Regions from separate parts of the Rattus norvegicus genome. Here region 2 is linked to region 1. A link is a contact called in public Hi-C data. All regions are on one chromosome and are shown on one strand. Each heading gives the region's core, a stretch centred on a gene start, on an enhancer-like site or on the middle of the called end of the contact. The rest is flanking DNA. Distances are from core to core; before and after follow the strand shown.

Region 1 (6,014 bases), core at 1,705-4,204:
CCTCCACTCCCCCACCCCAACCCCCCACCCCTGGCACGCATAGGACAGTGGAGACAGCCTTGCCCTGAAGGCAGCTGTGCAGTTTCAGCCTACACTACGCTCACCAGTCTGTGTCAGCCTTTACACGTGTCTGTGGTCCACCATCAGCATCCTCTCCTCCTGTGGTTTTCCTGTGGTTGGACCTTTACTGCTGCTACACCCTATAAGTTCTCTATTTGATGAGACATGGGTGAATCTCTTTCCTTTAGTAGTGCCCATAGTTCCTGGAGTTTGAGCACCGCTCCCCTCCCCCTTCCCTCCCTCTTCCCTCCTCTTTCCCTCCTCCTTCCCTCCTCCTTCCCTCCTCTCATCACACTTGCAAACCACAGGGAAATATTCTTCACCCTCTCCCAGGAAGTACTTGACACTGATGTTTTATGATTTGATGATTTGGGGATATTTTTCTAAGTAACTTTTATCTCTTAGAAGCAGACAGGAGCGTGGCAACTATATTTCTTACAGGACTTTTATACTTACACCATTTGTTCATTGGGGTGTGTGTGTGTGTGTATGTGTTTGTGCATGTGCCTGCATGCCATGGCATGTATGTGGACATCAGAGGGCAATATAAGAGAGTTGTTCTCTCATTTACTCATGGGCCCTGGGGATTGAGCTCAGGTGGCAATGCCTCTACCTGCTGAGACATCTGGCTGACCCAGGCTGACTGCAATTCTCAGTCAGCTTTCTCTGGACCTAACAAGGCAGAGTGTGGGAGCAGGTGGAAGCTTTCCTCTCCCTGTGACAGATGCTGATGGCGGCTCCCCTGTGGCTGGCAGCCCTCAGTGTCTCCCACAGGAGACAGTGACCTGAGGGGATGCTGTGGGTGTTTGATATTAGGGAAAAGGAACTAACCCCTCTTAGGAATGCCTGGTTACCGGTCTGTGACATGAACTGCAGACTGTGTGCGTGGAGGATGGAGGGGGTGGGGTTGAACCATCAGTGGGTCTGCTTGGGAGCCCACCAGCTTCTGCTGGGGTGCTCAAGTAAGGGACCCCTGGTTCATTGGGTAGCAGCGAGGAATCAAAGAGAATTGCAAATTAGGTAAAGTGCTACCACTCAGATGTCTCAGTGGGGCTGTGGGAGGGAAACACTGTATCCCAGGGTGTCTATGAGGATATTCACTGTCATCGATCTGTGACTGGCTCAGGGGTTCTGGTAAAGCCACCTTGTAGATGGTCACTTCTTATTGTGTCCTTAACAAAGGGAAGAGAAAGAGGAGGAGAAAGAGGTAGATTTGATTTTCTGGTGTCTTCCTTTATAAGGGCACTAATCCTATTGTGGGGTGACTCCCTCACAGCCTCCTCCAACCCTAACCCTCCCAATGGGCCCCATGCCACTGGAAAGTAAAGAGAGCTCACAGGGTCTGTACCACCAATCAGTGTATCCACGTAACACCATGTGTCCCTTGGCTGGAGCCTTTTTCAAGGACCAAGGAAGTGGATGGGTCTCTTAACGGGCTGTGTGGTACCTAGCCTGAAGAAGTCAGAGGACTAGGGGAGAGGAGATAGTTCAGTGGGTCATGTGCTTGCCATACAGGTGTGAAGACCTGAGTGACTCTGGGTCTGGCAGGCAGACAGACACAGGAGGATTCTGGGAGCTTGAGGGCTCAGTCAATCTAGTTGATGGGGGTGGGTCCAAGCTTCATTGAGAGATGGTGTCTCAAAATATAATGTAAAGAAGAGAATGATACATGAAGACACCAGGCATCACATTCTGGCCTCCTCATGTGCCCACACCAACCAGCATGTACCTGCACACACTCCTGCACATGCATGCATGCACACACACTAGAACTCCACATCCTAAGACTTGAAAGTATTTAAGCAGTGGCCATGACTGCAAACTTTACAATGTGTGGTAAAGGGCTCCCCCAATCTGACCAGCTCACACATTCATTGCCTTCCAGGTTCCAGGCTTTTAGATCCCTAGCCTGCTTCACAGGTATAACCCTCCAAATCACTAGGTAGCATTAGAGTATGGCTGTAGGCTGCATGTCACCTCCTCCCAGGGCCCTGGCTCTGCTGCTCTGGACTCATCCAAGGGTCCTCACATCTGTCCTGTGCATCCACAGCTCCGTCAGCTGGAGATGCAGTTGGAGCAGGAATATGAAGAGAAACAGGCGGCTCTCCACGAGAAGCATGACCTGGAAGGCTTGATTGGAACCCTGTGTGACCAGGTAAGGCACGCACAGTGGGGACATCCGAGGGCCCCATGAGATGGCTGGATGCACGAGAAAGCTAGCCACCGGGAGAGATCCTTTAGTCTTTGGGAAGGGCCAAGGTCAGGCCTCCCCCTGTGTCCTCAGAGTGCATGGTCCTCCATCCACCCTTCCCACGGCTCTTTGAAATTCTCAGGAGCTGGTGACTAGCAGCTCTTCAAAGAACAGAGAAAGTAAACAGAGTGGCCTCAGTCAGGAGGGGCAGAGGAAGCGACATGGCTGTCAGTGGCTGTTGGTAGTCAACTGTGAACAATGCTTACACTAAGGGGCTGGGTAGAGAGCTGCTATGCTCACAGCTACCCTTGTAGGGACGAGGTTTTTCCAGGCAGGAGTGTCTGCTACCTTTGCTGTCCGTCCATCTGTCCGTCTGTCCATGTCTCTCTTTCTCTCTCTCTCTCTCTCTCTCTCTCTCACTCTCTCTCTCTCTCTCTCTCTCTCTCTCTCTCTGTGTGTGTGTGTGTGTGTGTGTGTGTGTGTGTGTGTGTGTGTGTGTGTGTGTGTGTGTCTTTGGGTAAGCTTGTTAATGGCTCCAAGCTTGTAGATTAGCAGGGACCCTCAGGCCTGTCCCTGGGGACCTCAGCCTGTCCCTGTGGCATTCTGAAAACGGTGCGTGGTGGGGGCTGTATGTGGGATGCTGAGCATACCACCCACCACAAGCTGCCGCAGTGTGTACTGTAATTTCCCAGAGCTGGCACTGTGGGTCCCTTGTCTCTGAGAAAGCTGTGCAGTCTCGTCTCCGTGACTCATCTGGTCATGACGATTGCCTTCTGTACGTTCTGGGAATCGTTCATGATCTGTGTACAAACGCCAACCAGTTCCTGATAATCTAGGTTCCAATAGCTCTGCCTGTGGATAGCCCACACCCTTGTTGATAATGCCCTTCAGTTGATAAAGTGTTTCTAGTGCAGCCAAGCAGATCACATTTACGCCTTATGCTTCCCTACTTTAAAGTCGCCTTCCTTAATTTCAGTTCATATTTTACCATATGCCTTAAAAGCTCCAAACTCCTTTTTGTGCATATAATTAGGTCTTAATCCATCTTATGTAGGTGTGTGGTATGAAGTAGGTACCTATGTTTTCCTTCCCGCCCCTCCCTCCACCATCCCTCACGCCGTGGGTGTGTACCCATCCCCGTTACTGGCTTCACCGCTCCTCTCTGTTCCTGCGCAATCTGGTCCTGCTGGCTAGCTTTCGATAAACGACGGTGTCCTAGATAGCTTTAACCATTCAACACAGGCACAAGTCACCTCAGGAAGGAGTCACAGTTGAGGGATTTACCAAAACAGCAGCAAAGGACGTCAGGGTCTGGAGAGCCCTTGCTACCTTTGCAGAGGACCCAAGTCCTGTCCCCAGTGGCTCTCAACTGTCTGGCATTTTATCTCCAGGGTATGCAAAGCCCCTTCTAGCCTCTGCGGGCACAAGGCCATGCACGTGATACACAGGGATTCATGTGGGCAAACACGGCCGTGTGCCATAAATAATTTTGAAAAATGAAAGTAAGAAAAGGCTTCCATGAGGAAACGAGGCTCATTGGAGCGACTGATTTGCAGGTTAGACCGGAGAGAGCTGTCAGCTTCAAGTTAAAACTCTGCTGTTGACCCCAGCCCTACCCCGTCTCTCTTTACCTACAATGCTTATTTCTCAATCATGGGCCTCACAAGTGTCTTAATTAGCTTTATCTCCAGGAAACTCCTGGTTTCCACCACTTCATGACCAGCGCTTGTTCCGCATTTTGATTTTTATTTAATCGTCTTATGTGGCCCGTGAGACACCTCCACGGTCTTAGCGTTGCTGAGTTCCTTGTTTTGTAATATTTCATCTGTTGATTATTTTAGGCCCTTCTACGTTCAAGATCTTACCATTTGGGAATGAGAACAATTTTGCCCCTTTGGACAAAGGAAAAATTCTTAACTGTTTCAAGGAGGAATGGGCAGTTGGTTCTCCTCCAACTTACCCACTGGCCTCAGCCACACAGGGACTTACTAGCAAATGTGCCTTTCGACCCCTGGCTCAATGTGGATGCCACTAAGGCTTGGTCATATCACTGTTTCCACTGTATGTGTGTGAACAGTAACTCTTGTCCGGTTAAATCTTCACCCTCTTGGAGTTTTCTAGTATTAAAAACAAAACAACAACAACAAAAAAAAAAACTGTTAAATCTTACCTCGTGCTGCTGTTCAGTGGAGACTCCACTATGAGTCACTTCTCCTGTGGAGGAACACAGCGTCTCCCACATTGTTCTATTTGGCACTCTGATTTAACAAGAGTTCGAGGCCAGCCTTGGCTACATGAGACCATTTTTTTTTAAAAAGCAAAAGGTTCTAGGTCCCATTAACTAGAAACACGTGCTTCGAGAATCACTGAGCTCTCAGAATGGTGCTTCATTCACATTAATCTAAGGAGGCTCTCCCTCTTCCCTCCTCTCTTCTCCCTCCCTCCTCCCTCTTCTCCCCTCCCTCTTAATTCCTCTACCTTCCTCCCTCCAGTCCCCTTCCTCCCTCTTCCACCCTCCTCTACCCTTATCCCTCCTCCCTCTTCCTCCCTCCCTCCTCCCTCCTCTTCATCCCTCTCCTCCTCCCTCCTCTTCCTCCCTCCCTCCTCCCTCCTCCTTCCTCCTCTTCCTCCCTCCCTCCTCCCTCCTCTTCATCCCTCTCCTCCTCCCTCCTCCTTCCTCCTCTTCCTCCCTCCCTCCTCCCTCCTCTTCATCCCTCCCTCCTCCCTCCTCTTCATCCCTCTCCTCCTCCCTCCTCCTTCCTCCTCTTCCTCCCTCCCTCCTCCCTCCTCTTCATCCCTCTCCTCCTCCCTCCTCCTCCCTCCTCTTCCTCCCTCCCTCCTCCCTCCTCCTTCCTGCCTCTTCCCTCCTTCCTCTTCCACCCTCCTCCACCCTTCTCCCTCCTTCCTCCTCTTCCTCCCTCCCTCCTCCCTCCTCTTCCTCCCTCTCCTCCTCCCTCCTCTTCATCCCTCCCTCCTCCCTCCTCCTTCCTCCCTCCTCCTTCCTCCCTCTTCCCTCCTCCTTCTCCCCACCTCTCTCCTCCACCCTCCCCCTCCCTGTGATAATTAAGATGGGGAGGACAGCTTGGGCTGAGGTTTTCTTGTGGATTCTGTTAGCAGAAGGCCGGACAAGGCCGGCAATGCCAACATTTCAAGGGGCAGCAGAGGCGGCAGCATTGGTGACTATGCTCATAGCCATTCCAATGGCGCAGCCAGCCGGTGCCAGCTTGTTTCTTAGGAAAGCTGTAGCCAGAGGGGAAGCATGCAGACAGAGGAGAGAAGCCCAGAGTCTGCACATAATGTGGGAAAACCCGATTGTGGAGCAGGAGAATCGGGACTTCTGGAGATAGTCTCATTAGGTGCTGCGGGGCAGTGGTTAGAGACCCAAATGCTAAGCTGAGACCCTTGGGTTCCCCACATACACTTGGCAGCACTGTGACTCAGGCAGATCACCCGTCTGGCGAGTGCAGTGTCCCTTTGTTCTGAGAGCCCCAGACTGCCACTTACTATGTGACCTGCCCCCATCCCACCCCAAGGTTATCAGTCCACTGGGCCAATCACACAGCAGTTCACATGCCAGCCAGCCTACTCTCTCACTGGCTCCTGAAGTGCCCCTTCTACCTGGGGGCACCCTCCCCGTGCCTCTAGCTCCTAGCAGCTAACCCCGATTTCCAGTGCTGTCTCCTCTGTGCCTCAGTGCCACGTCTTGTAAAAACAAAAAACGTGGGGCTGGAGAGATGGTTCTGTGGTCCAGCGCACTGGCTGA
Region 2 (5,897 bases), core at 2,652-5,151, 210 kb after region 1:
AGCCTCCGTCTTCAAAGACATGAAGGGGGAGGGGTGAAGGAGGTCCATCTCCTGAAATACCTTCTATTGGCATTTTTAAATTAAACCCTGCTTGTCAGTGACCTCTCCTTTTATATTGGTTCCTCTCTGCTCAAGACAGCATATATTTTCTCCTCCAGTGTCAGGTGATAAAGTCTTTCGGTACACAGATGTTCCTGACAGCACACACTTCGTCTGAACAGCACATGAAGAAGCATGGACCTCGATGGCCTTGTTGAAGGAGACACAGTCATTAGTAGGAACATATTTAAACTGCAGGCTGTAACGTTTTGAAGCCCAGACTTCCAGACGCTGTGTGAAACTGATTCCCTGGCACAGAGCATTGGTCAGCTGGAAAGGACATGGGCATTTGGGTTGGCAGGCATCACTAGACAGCCCTAGAAAGCAAGAGATGATATCCACCGTGTTTGTGGCCTGATGTACTGTTTGACATCTAAGAACCATTCATTGAATGCAAAGAAAATGGGATGGTGGGTAGATAGATGGGCAGATGGACAGAGTGATAAATAGTGAATAGGGAAACAGAAGGAAGAAATGATGGGGCAGAGGGAAGGGAAGGGGGAAGGAGAGGCTAGTGGGTAGATCATGATGCTTGGATGGGACAGTATGTGATGTACCTTCATACTGTGAAGAGACAAACAGCTAGATGGAAAGGTAGTGCATTATAAATGGATGGTTAGAATGGGAGGATGGAGAGACAGACGGCTGGACACATTAATGAATGGGAGGAATGGATGGGTGTATAGATGTACAGCTGGGTGTGTGGATTGTTGGGATGAGTGGATAGTGAGTGGATGGATGGATTATGGATGGATGAATGGATGGGTGAATGGATGGATGGATGGGTGTGTAGATGGATGGATGGATTATGGATGGGTAGATGAATGATGGATGGATTTGTGGATGAGTGGATGGATGGATGGATGAATGATGGATGGATTTGTGGATGAGTGGATGGATGGATGGATGGATGATGGATTTGTGGATGGTGGATGGATGGATGGATGGATGGATGGATTTGTGGATGGGTATGCCAATGGGTAGATAGTGCATGGGTTGGATAGAATAGATGGTGAGTGCTTGGATGGTTATGACCAGATGGGTGGGTTGGTGGATGTATGGGTGGGTGGATGGATGAGTGGATGGATGGGTGGGTGAGTGGATAGATTGAGAGACCAACTCCAGAGAGGCTACACACTCACTCACAGAAAGACACTCAGAAAGGCAGAGAAAAGGTCAGAAGCTCCAGCTTCCTCTCCACTCAGTGTTGATAACAATTGCTCAGACTGAGGCCAAGCCCCAGACTATGCTTTGAGCTGACCTACCCCTGAGGTCCTCTCCTCACCCTGTAAGCCTGCACAGTGCATCCTGTCACAGTTTGAGGATACTGTTGCACATTGTCACTCCACATGGAAGGCATCATTTTTATTCCTACTCCTCTGGAAGAGGCAACTAGAACCCAAAGAACACAAGTCCCTTGTTCTTGGCCTTCTGCGAAGGCATAGCTGAGACCAGGGTCCAGCCTTTGTCCTCACTGCTGATTTTAACTGCACAAAGGGGATTGCACACACACAGCAGGATGTAGGGAGGTCGGACCTACAGGCTCACTCCAACTGCAGGAAAAGAACCTGGGGTTCTCAACCCAACTGGCAGTGGGCACAGGAGGTCCCCACTGATCCCCCTCCCCCAAGCGAAGGCCAGGCATTATCTGGCAGTAGACAGAGCACAAACCTGGGCACAGCTGGACCGTGCATGGTGTTGAGCGTGTCACCTCACCTCCCCACACCTCAGTTTGCTCTTCTTTAAAATGGGTCTGGCAGTGGGGAAGACCCTCCCCCCCCGCCCCATAAGCTACTTCTGTTCCCCCTCTGACCCCAGCTGGATCTCCTTTCTGGTGACCTTCATCTGCCCGACACTCTCAACACTGTGTCTTCAGACTACTGCCTTTCCCCCCTTTACAGTTTGAGCACACGTGGAACTAGTTAACTCCTGCTGTGGGCTCAGTGGGTTGAGAGTCTATGGCACTGTTGTGTCTCCCCTCCCTGACTAAGAGGTGACTGCAATGATGGACTTCTAGCTGCCTGCTGGGAGTAGGGGAGAGGGTGAACATCCAAGAGGAGCCACCATGTCTCAGCCCAGAGGCAGCCACCTTGTTGCAAGGAAGGATTGTGTTTGGGGACAGGAGTCTGATTTTCAACCCAGGCCCGGCTTTGAATCCATCCACCCTATCACATCCTGGGTGAGTGGCTTTGGTCAAGCGGGTTCCAGGGGAGATATTGATGATCACCGCGATCACTGCCGATCATTATCAAATTGAAACAGAGACCACTCCAGAGTCTGGCAAGCCGTGGGTACTGACAAGCCTTCCTACCCTGCTCTCCTATCTCCGTTCTCCCCTCCGTGTTTCTGTATCCCTGCCCTCTGCTTCTGATCCTCAGGGTTTACTGAACGTCCTGCTGCTAGTCCTAGGCAGGCCTGAGAGTGAGGGGGTGGGCCAGGCCCCTCTTCACAATGGGCCCACCCTCATGCTTCAAGACAGGACAGCATGTCATTCCCCTAGAGGAGGAACCAGGACTCCTGCATGTCCTTCTCAAACACCCCCCCCCCCCCACACACACACACTTTCTGAGACTTGACTGGCCAGGCAGAAAGCTTCCTTCAGCCCAGATGAGTATGGAGGAAAGAGGATTCCCTCCATCACCTTCAGCCCTCTAATCTGGGCTTCAGGCAAAGAGCATCCCAAGAGTGAGTGAGGGGGTCCTCGGGAACCAGGAGCAGAAGAGTCCCTCCTCCTCCCTGCTCCCCTCCCACCTCCCATGCTCTCCCCTCACCACACTCCTTTTTCAGGGATTCCCAGTCTCTCCACTCTGCTAAAGACTTTTTTTAACCCCCAATTGCTACAACCTTCTCTCCATCTGCTCCCTGCTTGAGCAGAGTGTCAAAGTAGGGTGGGGGAGGGAAAGGCGTCTAACTTGGGGTGAGGGGCCTGGGAAGCCAGCTGGGCCTGTTAAACTCTGCAGAACAAGGAGAGCAGTCTCCCTTGGTGTGAGGCATCTCCCGCCTGGCCCTTGGCCAACGCCTGGCTATAAGTGGCTGCTTGTCTTCCTCACCCACTGCGCCCCATCTCCTCTGTTTATGGAAGAAAGACGCGTTGCTAGAGAATTTGAACTGGACAGAGGCAGTCAGAGGATGGGCCTAGACCCAAAGCTTTCGCTGGGGGGATGGGGAAGGGGGAGGTAAAACAGGGCTCAGACTCTGGAAGCTCGAAGGATCTGCAGGGCCCTGTTGAGAGTGCTAATGTAGCAGATGGAGCTGCAGTCATAAAATGGGTGGTGGGTCTTCACCTAAGAGTCTGTGGCTGGGCGTTTCCAAGGTGAAGAACCTCTTGGTATCAGACAGGATTCCGTGGACCTGTGTATTGGTCCAGCGAGGTCCCTGGATGCAATCGGTGTGGCTTCCTAGGTCACCAGGACTCTCTGTGGAAGCACCAAGGCATTCGGCGGATAGGGAAGAGTGGGGGAGGGGAGGAAAGGGTGGAGGCGGGTGGGGCCCTCAGGGGCCAGAGAGGGCTGTACAGTGGGGATACAGGCCAGGCTGCTGGCGGACTGGGTTTGCAAGGACACATCGGGCACTCTTCCGCCTCATCTGACTGTCCCAGCATCCTCAAAGAGAGTGGGGACCACTCGGGACCGGGCGACATCACCAACTTCTCAGGGCCGGAGGGCCAGGCTACCCCGGAACGGCCCTCGGCCGCCTCCTCGTGCTCACTTCCCTAGCTCGCTCGTTCGCTCTCTCTCTCCTGCTAGCTCGCTCGGGCCCCAGCCCCCGCCCTCCGCTCGCTCGCCGCCCGCGGCTCCTCCTCACTCGTCCGTCGCCCGCGCCCGGTGCAGCTCGGCCAGAGCCACGGCGGGCTGCGTGTCCGCCAGGAGCCGCTGCCCTGATCCTACTGCCCGGATCCCTCTGCCTGAATCCCGCTGCACCAATCCCTCTGTCTGGACCTCGCTCTGGGGTCCGGCTGCTCAGAGCCTTCGGTCCAGATCTCTCCCTCTCCCTGGACCGCACTGCCTGATTCCGGCTGCCCGATCCTTCTGCCTTGATCCCACCGCACGGATCCCTCTGCCTGGACCGGCCACACGGATCTCTCTGTGCCGACCCCGGCTCCGTAGCTACAATGACTGTGGCACCGCCACAAGCCGCGGGACCCGACAGGATCTCTCTGCTCCTGGTCGCCTTGCTTCTGGGGAGCCCCGTGGCAGCTCGGGCGGAAGGTAAGAACCCTGAGGGCCCCGGCCCAAAGAGGGTAAAGTTGTTGCGGCTGACCCGAGCGGTCGGGGGTCTCGGCTGGTCCGGGAACACTCGCGCCACCCACGGGACCTTCCGGAATCCGGGCTGGGCACCTCGTCCCTGCCGGAGAGCGGAGGCGGGGACGCATCTGAAGGACTCCCGCCTTGGGTTGCGGGTCCTTCGTCGGTCTCTGGGCTGAGGACAGACTCCCTTTTGCAGTCCGGAAAAGCTTCCCGGAGAAGCTCCTGGGAGTGGGGTCCTCTCCAAACCTCCAGATTCTGGAAGCTCTCTGCAACTGCACCCAGGGCTGGCTGCCAGGCTATTCTGCCAAGCTCTGTGGAAGAAGATAGGTATAGGAAGCGGACAGCTGACTGCCTGTCTCCAGAACCAGATTCCCTCCCATCCCACCATCCCACGCTGTCTCGGACTATTCGGAGGGGTTGTCTCCTGGATAGAACCTAGCCAGGTGTCAGAAAATTGGACTTGGGTGTGGCTTCCTCCGATGGAGGGGAGCTCAGGGCTCCCAGAAGTTGGTGAGAAGAGAGATGTTAGAACCTCGGGGGATGGGCCCCTTTTTTGCCCTCTACAGTCTCATGGATATTAGGAATGAAGAGAGGGTGCTAGTAAACCCCACGTGCTTGCAGCTTAGGAAGGAGGGACTGAGTTTGTGGAGATTGTCGGTTCCTTCATCTACCTGGGGTACACCTTCGCTCCACCCTGCTGGGGTCCCAGGAAGTTATAGTGAGATGCTGAAGTGTCGAGAGAAGGGAGGCAAATAACTCACCGAAACCTGACCCCACCCCCAGCCCCGGAGCTATGAGGTGAGCTAAAGACATCTGGAGAGCCTACTGTGTCAGCTATCGGGGTTGGACCACTTAACCTCCCATTCTCTTGGCAAGGTGTTTCCTCTCGTGGTAACTTACAAAACAAAGCTGGGAGTCTGCCTGAGCTGGTCACAGCCTGGGGCGCTCATCCCCCACCCCTGTCCATCTGGAGTTCCATTTCATTGGGGTCTTCTTGGTCTGGAATTCTGGAAACAGACACGCATTGCCGCTTCACCGCGGGGAATTCTGGGCCCCTGAGTTCAGCACCAGAGTCCCCGGACAGCTCTCGGCTCCAGGCCCTAGCTCTGGGTCCCATCTCTTGCTCAGGGCCTGGAGTGCCCTCCTCAGCATACATTAGGCCTTTTATTCCCAGTCTGTTGGGCCCAGAAATGAACAAGGGGAATGATTTGCCCTCCTTTATTTAACAGAAGATATAATTAAGAACACCTCCCGCCCCCACCCCTTGTGAGACAATGGTATTTCCAATTTACACCATGTCTGGGCAGCTTCCCTAGAAAAGATGGGAAAAGAGATTTGGTTTGAATCAATGGTCTCTACCCAGCATGCCCTTTCTTAATTAGCTGCCTCTTTCCAACAATCTCGTGGTGGCCTTGAACCGGATCCAGATTGCCCTGCCCCAGCTCTTAAATACACATACACACACACACACACACACACACACACACACACACACACACACACACACTGAACAAACAGAACTCAAAGATGTCCAGAGGCTCACCATCTTCC

Evidence for each region. Hi-C and Micro-C count contacts between places; a contact is called where the count stands out from the background.
Region 2: a contact with region 1 is called in a Hi-C map of frontal cortex, with 2.4 times the contacts expected there. The contact joins the promoter of Sez6l here to the enhancer-like site in region 1. A contact is called at or near these places in 1 of 12 Hi-C or Micro-C datasets (frontal cortex) and 1 of 1 datasets of contacts at active chromatin or transcription factors (oligodendrocytes).

The regions. Positions count from the first base shown.
Region 1 is chr12:49,514,322-49,520,335 of GRCr8, forward strand. It overlaps Myo18b (myosin XVIIIb), which reads left to right. Exons shown (of 42, transcript XM_006249578.5): 31 at 2,111-2,215. Among named protein-coding and RNA genes, the nearest start is that of Myo18b, 96 kb to the left of the region's middle. Within about 2 kb of position 2,955, at least 16 of the 93 cell types and tissues checked have an H3K27ac peak or open chromatin away from gene starts, as enhancers often do.
Region 2 is chr12:49,721,429-49,727,325 of GRCr8, forward strand. Sez6l (seizure related 6 homolog like) reads left to right here and starts at 3,902. Exons shown (of 17, transcript NM_001415748.1): 1 at 3,902-4,307. The coding sequence starts at 4,211.